2 separate regions of the Zea mays genome follow, and region 2 is linked to region 1. The links are chromatin contacts, called in public Hi-C maps. All regions are on one chromosome and are shown on one strand. Each heading gives the region's core, a stretch centred on a gene start, on an enhancer-like site or on the middle of the called end of the contact. The rest is flanking DNA. Distances are from core to core; before and after follow the strand shown.

Region 1 (3,635 bases), core at 474-2,973:
ACTTCATAAAAAAAGTTGATAGTTTTATGTTACAGCCGTCGTTGTCAACCTCCACTACCATGCAGTCCGTCTGGGATTCAACTAGCAAGTAAGTCTTCTACAGGCTACTGCGATTTTTTTTTTCAGAATGGAGCCGGGATAGTGACAGAACATAAAAGAAAGATATGTTTTGAGCTTCCTAAGATTGGAATAGGACACCTAAGCTGGATAGATGATCAAGGGCAGTATCCCTGGGGACAGAAAAAAATTCTAGGACTTAGCTTCTACATCATATCCTGCATGTCTCACAATTGGGTTACTTGTATGAAGACTATCAAACTATCATTTGTTATCAAAAAAACCCCGAACAACTTCTGAAGTCGAAGTATATAGTCTAGGCTGGTTAAGATGTAAGTATGGGTTGAAATGCTGGTGTTAACAAACTAAACACAACTGTATGATGTTGTTGACATTGACAAGGACATAACTCAAAATGGAATGCACTACTAATGGAAAGCACAAATTGGAAACTATGATGTGTCCTATATATGGTATACCTTGTTCACAAAAAAAGGAGAGTTCCCAGCAGATTGTTCAGTAATAAAGTGAACCTGAAAGTGCAGTCTAGCAAGTGAGTACATATGCATCCCATGTATACTCAGGATAATACACAACTTAATGCAATGATACCTTGCCACCAATCACCTCTAGTAGCAGAGCCATCCGACTTGTCCTCCTTGTACTGGATTTAAAATTCAAAAGAAACATTAGACTTCAGTGCTCCAAATGGTATATTGGTATGTATTACTTATATATAAAAAAGGTTCTACGTACTTTTGTCTGGGGTTCATTGGCTGGCTGCTTCTGTAACGTGCTGCTGTAGAATTCCCGACCACCGTAATGCACGGACGAACCGAAGTAAGGGGATTCTGACGAGTCATTTGGATAAGCATGTTTTCCATCCTTGTAAGTAGGGCGGCCGTGTGATTTGCCATCTGACCATGAATTTAAACTTTCATACTTACATCAAATGCTCCAGATTAATGCTAAGCTAAGATGGTAAAAAAAGGTTCTAAGTATCGCTTTGCTTGTGAACACAACCTAAATCGAAGAGAAATATATCAAATAGACAGGAGTACCCAGAACTACCTGTAATGCCACTGCCATTCTGCCCTCTGGAGCTCTGCTTGTTCAGCATCGTGTACAGGTCGGCCTGCTTTGCGTCATTTGCGCTCCCCTTGAATGCAAAACAGAAGCCACAGTGTCAGCGTCATATCCAAATAGATTTTACAGAATCATATAGCTCCCTCTGTTATCAAAATTATCCCTCATCATCAGACTTAAATTGAGAAAAAAAACGTTGAGCTCACTCCGCAAATCGTAACATAGTAACGGACTCATCAGCAAATCGCACCAATTCACTAACCACGAAAAAGATCCCTAAGACCCCAAGAATCCATCAGAACGATGGTGTGAAGAGACGGCCCCGTACCGCAGGCGACGCGGAGAAGACGGTGCTGAAGTACCCGTTAGCCGGCGGCGGCGCCGCGGCTCCGGCAGCGGCGGGACCCGACTTCTTCGCCTCCATATGTAGGGTCGTTTTCGGCGTTAGCGGCTTCGCGAGATGGGCTTAGACTCTAGAGAGGATGGAGCCGTGAACACTTGAGGCGGAGAAGAGGTAAGTCACGTGAAGTGGTCGTTGTAGGCGGCGGCGGCGCGGAAGGAAGCAGTTGGTTGTTCGCCTCGTGGCGTCCTGCTCCGGCCAACATCTGTGCCGGCATTTAAAGGCCTCGACGGAGCCCGGTATCGCTATTTCCTAGATCTTAAGGGGGCTGGATGGAGAAAATTGTGTTTCGCTTTCATCCTCCTGCAGACTTGGCAGAGTGCAATAGTGCATAGCTAGGGGATGTACACGCTTTTGAGGGGGTTTTAAGAGTTTATAAGTGAAAAAAAAGATGGACTCTCTTTATATGACTCTTTATACATAATGTTTTTAATTGTATTTATGATTTAGTGGATCAGAATTATATCATATAGTCTCTTAGCTGTCTTTTGTAGTTGAAAAACCGAACCACCGTTTTAGAATTGTACATACTCTTAAGCGGTTGATAATACTCGCGAAATTTCAAGGACGACTCTGAATTCAAGCCTTGGCCTCCATTAGAAAGAAGTCATTTTAGCGACATTTAGGAAGTATTTAGTTCAACAGACAAAAGTTTAGATTGTGTTAAATCAAATATTTGGATATCAAGTATAAGTATTACATATAGTCTTAGTTAGGATTAATATATTTATTTCGTCTTTTAGTCTTTATTTATGTAATTATTTTTATAATTAGACTATATGTAAGACTCAACTATCATCGATGTAATAGGACTAAACTTTATTTGAGTGGAACCAAACATCGTGGCTGCCATCAATAGTTTAGTTGGTTATCTTGTTAGTGTATTCAGGAGAGAAGCCATTTTACGATCTATATTTATGTCAAATAGTACTGGTATTGGGTTGGTGGATGGTGGTACTTCTCTATCATAGAGACATGTATGAAAATAGATACCCCTTGCTAGCTTTTATTTAACCTTTTTTGTCATCTTATCTAAAATGGTTGCTCTCTATGTCTTCCCTGTTGGATACACTAGCTATCTTGCTTTTAGCTGCCCCTTTAGCTGGCATGTCGTTATAGTACCTATGTGTCATTTGTTTCCCAAACTAGTTTCATTTTTTAGACTCACTCATGTTGTTATAGGAATTAATAAAAAAACATAGAAATAAATTATTGGTAACACAAGTTCGAATATCATAACTATAGATAATTTTTTTACTGTACTTAAGTATGGGCCCCTCGACTCGATCGCCCTGGTCTAGCTCGCCAAAAAAACCTAACCCAAACAATATGATGGGCGGGAATAGACCATACGTTTTGGCCCGCAACAATCCATGGCATAGATACAATCCATGATTTTTTATCCAAAACACGACCTAACCGAAAACACGACCCAAAGCAAAAAAAAAACGACTCGACGACGCGTTCCACAGGAAGGCACAGACCAACCTGACCCAACCCGACACTATATACGAATTAATTGTGGACTGTGCCAAACAATCTATAACCTGGCCTTGATACAACTCTACCTGATGTTCAGTCTACTTTTGACAAATGTCATCCCCGCCAAATTACAACTCAAAGGTGAAAACCTTATGGAAAAGATAATCTAAACCCGAACTACTGCATTTGTTCCAAATTGATTCTGTAGTAAGTTAAATTTTTGTGATTTTGATTAAGTTTTTTCTTAAAATTATGTTAACATCTATACTTTAATTAAATGCAATTTCAAAATGTATTTAATACATAACATAATTTATTGAAACAATTGATGTTACAAACGATGGTGTCTTTCCAGTGAACTTGTAAACTTTTAAAAACTAAAATTATTTATAAAGTTAAAATAAATTATAATTTAGAATAGAGGCATCAGTAGAAAAATAACATCCACGTGATGGATGGTAGGCCATTCATCAGATCAAGTTCTGTTTACCTTCCCGCTTTATACAAAAATAAAATAAATTATGCACAAGTAAAGATTCGAAAATTATCTAATCAATAAAACACATATATTTTTATGTTATATTAAAAAACAATATTTATATAATATATA
Region 2 (3,635 bases), core at 690-3,189, 270 kb after region 1:
AGAGCAGCCTTCACTTTAGCTGTCATTCCTCCTCTACCTACACGTGACTTATCCCCAAAAGTAATTTCGTTATGATATTTATCTTTGATGTATGTATGTATCATCTTTGATTGAGGTTCACTAGGTGGACCGCTGTAGAGGCCATCCACGTCACTGAGTAGAACAAGAAGATCTGCTTTAAGTTCTATAGCCAAAAGACCGGCTAAACTGTCATTATCCCAAAATATACCCGATGAATCCTGCAAAAACAAACTGTTTATGAGTATGACATCGAAAATGCTTTTAAAAAATCAACAGACTCATGCATTGGTTAAGGTCAAGGTGCATAAGTAGCACGATATCACATTTATCAAGCAGTGCAGCAAATATTGTTGAAATTTAATGTCATGCATGGTACAACACAAACCTCATACGGAGCCTTTCTGGTGCTGATGGCATCATTTTCATTAAATATTGGTACAACTTTAAGATCTAATAGTGACTCAACAGTTTCACGAAGCCTCTCCCTGAAGTTTGGATTCTCAAAATCACTGTCTGTCACAAGAAGTTGGGAAGAGGATACATCAAGCTGCATCATGGGAAGCTCAACATTAACATATGGACAAGGCGCAGAACTGACGACAAATTTGGATAGCAAGTTAACAAACACACTTGAGTAAATAGCATATCATAGAGAGCCATGAGGCCACTCTGTCCAACGGCAGCGCAAGCCTTTCCATCCAGCTCCGTCTGTGGCTTTTGCATATCAGCAAAGCTGCTATTGACAAGCTTCCTGTAATTGAGCCTCTGCTTCCCCACACCAACAGCACCTGAGGACACAATGATCACCTCGTATCCTAGAGCATTTATCTCTTTCACCTGCAAAGCATTGCGGAGAATATTTTGTAGGGTGTCCTCCACAGAGGATCCTATAAACTAACATATTTGGCTAAGAATCTTTGATGGAACATTATGAAAGTTTGGACTAGAATTGCTACCTGTTCACAAAGAACACCAAAATTGCCTGTGGATACTCGCCCATCATGCCTCGTGACAACTGCAGTGCCCACCTGTTGTGAACAAGGTAAGAATCAGCTGTAATCAAAACCAACCAAAGAAGATCTCAGACGGATAAGGTAATTCACAAATGCTTTCAGCGATGGCAATACCAACACATGTAACATGTTTGCTCCCAACCCCGCAAAAACAACCCACTTTTTCCCGGGCCCGTTCAGCCCGTTCAATTCCCTCTTTTTCCCGGACACGTTCAATTCCATAGATAGGAATAGGATTCCCCAGCTGCCACCCGACATTCCCCAAAAAAAAAACAGAGAAGAAACAATCAGGGAATTCGAACGAGTTGATTCGCATACGAAAAAAGAGCACATCAGATTCAGAAAGGATGGCTTCTTTACGCATTTCCCATCTGACACAAATCACAAAGTAAAGATTACGGCAACCAAATTCCAAACGCAGGAGTGAACGTATCAACTTTCACCATCGACCCGTCAACTCGACTATAATGATAGAAGCAAAAAAAAATTAAAACCCAGACAAAACCCTGCTGCCTGACTAGACGAAGAGAAACCCAAAATCGAACACGGTTATTCAAGAACTATTCGCGCTAAAACAAGATTATAAAACACAGCGTTCCTTCAGATATGAACAACGCAATGCGGATAGAACCAAAAAAAATCGCGATTTAGATCTAACAGTTCGGCCGCGCCAATCGAACGATCCAATCATCACCCAATCACCTTGATGATGACGCGTTTGACGTCCTTCATGAAAATACGGCTCTGGTCTGCGGTGGCCATGACCGCCGCCGGGGCTTTTAGCTCGACGCCGCTCCTGGTTCTCCGTCTGCCCTCCCTGTTAGTGTTAACTTCGCCCTCTCTTGTCCGTTTTTTTTTTCGGCACCTCCCTCTCTCTCGTCTCTCGTCGCCGCAATCGCAAGGAGTGGAGAGAGGACAGGTCTTTGAAGCGCGATTTTATAGCTTTCAACTGACTAGTAGGACCCACCTACCACATCGGATAATTATGCTTTAAATAAATCCAATAAACAAATAACAGTACACAAAGGAAAAGGGGAACGCCTGACTGAGGCTTGTGTCGTGTCACTATGTAAAATATGGATCATAGAAAGAAACGAAACCATTGAGATAATAAATCTAGAATGTTCAGAGGAAAAAACATATTTTTAAAGCCTGTTGTAGATTGTTGTGTTTACATGCATTATTATATATTATTTTACGATACGTATTTTTGGCTTCCTCTCGTACACTGGCGTTCTCGTATTTACACAGCAGCTGTCAGAAGCGAACGCTTGTGCAGGTCTCTGTCGTGTTCAGCAACCGGGCGAGCCGGACTCCAAAGTCCAAACGCGACGCTGTGCGAGCTGCATTGACATGCCACGCTCATGAACAATGGGAAAGGCCGAAAGGGGACAGGGACAGCGAGGGATCGGCCACTATACGGGATCGCGATGGGAACTGTGTAGGTGGCACGCACGAATGGTCAGCGATTGACGACCGGGCGTGATGGATCTATAATATACTTTTCGTCTTGACCCGGTTTTGGATGCCTCTGGCGAGCTCGGAGGGTGCTGGCGCCTGGCGGTGCACGACAACATTGCCGTGCCTCCGTGGAAAATATGGCGCACGCGACGCGACAAACATCTTTGGCAACCTGATCTGATGGGGGTGGAATCTGAGCTCACAGCCAGCAGGCGCCATCCCCTGACACAGACAGTGCAAAAAGCCAAAAGGGCATCCACGCGGCCGGCGCCGCGGCATTTTGGCGCAGCTCGCCACGGCGCGGTCGCGATGGGCTGCCGGCTGGCCTTTTACGGCTTTACCGTCCCACAGGGTAGATACCAAAGATGCAGAGATGTAAGATATCATGACCTTAATATAAATCAGAATTTAGGGCTTCTTTGAAATGAGACGATTTTTTTGTTTCCTGCGTTTTTTCTATAAAATTAAACTAACTTTATGAAATTCCTGTATAATTTCTCTAAAATTGCTAGTTCCAAAACAAGCCTTACCTATCCCCGACTAGCCGAGACCCATTTATATATTCTATAATAAAATTTTATGAAAAAATTCCACACATATATTAAAATATAGGAATCGCTATATATTAAATGATGTGAGCTAGAATACATAAAGTACTTCTAATATCATGCAAACATAATACAGGTTATCTTCTATATTTTTCTCATGCAGTGAATCACATATTAATTTTATGATTTAACTTTGAGAGTAATATCAGAAGCTATAATGCAAGGTCCGCTCCACACTCCTGTGTGACAGTTGAATAGCATACTAGGATTTAACAATGACTGTCCTATATGATGTTGCCATTATGGAAGTCCGGAATATGCCTTGTTAATTTATGAAGGTATGCATATAACTGAATCATGTGCATATAAGGTTTACTACGTGTAGACGAGTAGTAAGTCACAAAAATAGAATGAATAGTTAGGCAAAATGCTATTAGAAACACCCTGGCATTTTTTAGGATCGTGATATATATAAATTCTGAAGATTAATACCAATCATTCGTTCATCCAAAAACTCACTATGTTAGGAAAACAAATATGAAACTCTAAATAGCGATAAGTCTAAATTGTGCAGGATTTAGAGAATTCATAG

The links. A called contact is a pair of places that touch in the nucleus more often than the background predicts.
Region 2: a Hi-C map of ear shows a contact between it and region 1, with 1.9 times the contacts expected there. The contact joins the promoter of LOC103630430 here to the promoter of LOC100193383 in region 1. A contact is called at or near these places in 4 of 25 Hi-C or Micro-C datasets (bundle sheath, ear, leaf and 1 more).

What each region holds. Positions count from the first base shown.
Region 1 is chr6:162,051,091-162,054,725 of Zm-B73-REFERENCE-NAM-5.0, forward strand. LOC100193383 reads right to left here and starts at 1,724. Exons shown (of 6, transcript NM_001138512.1): 1 at 1,472-1,724; 2 at 1,129-1,216; 3 at 814-974; 4 at 670-721; 5 at 537-590. The coding sequence starts at 1,567. The coding sequence ends at 574.
Region 2 is chr6:162,321,643-162,325,277 of Zm-B73-REFERENCE-NAM-5.0, forward strand. LOC103630430 (delta-1-pyrroline-5-carboxylate synthase-like) reads right to left here and starts at 1,940. Exons shown (of 20, transcript NM_001352327.1): 1 at 1,737-1,940; 2 at 978-1,049; 3 at 652-858; 4 at 407-568; 5 at 1-239. The coding sequence starts at 1,796.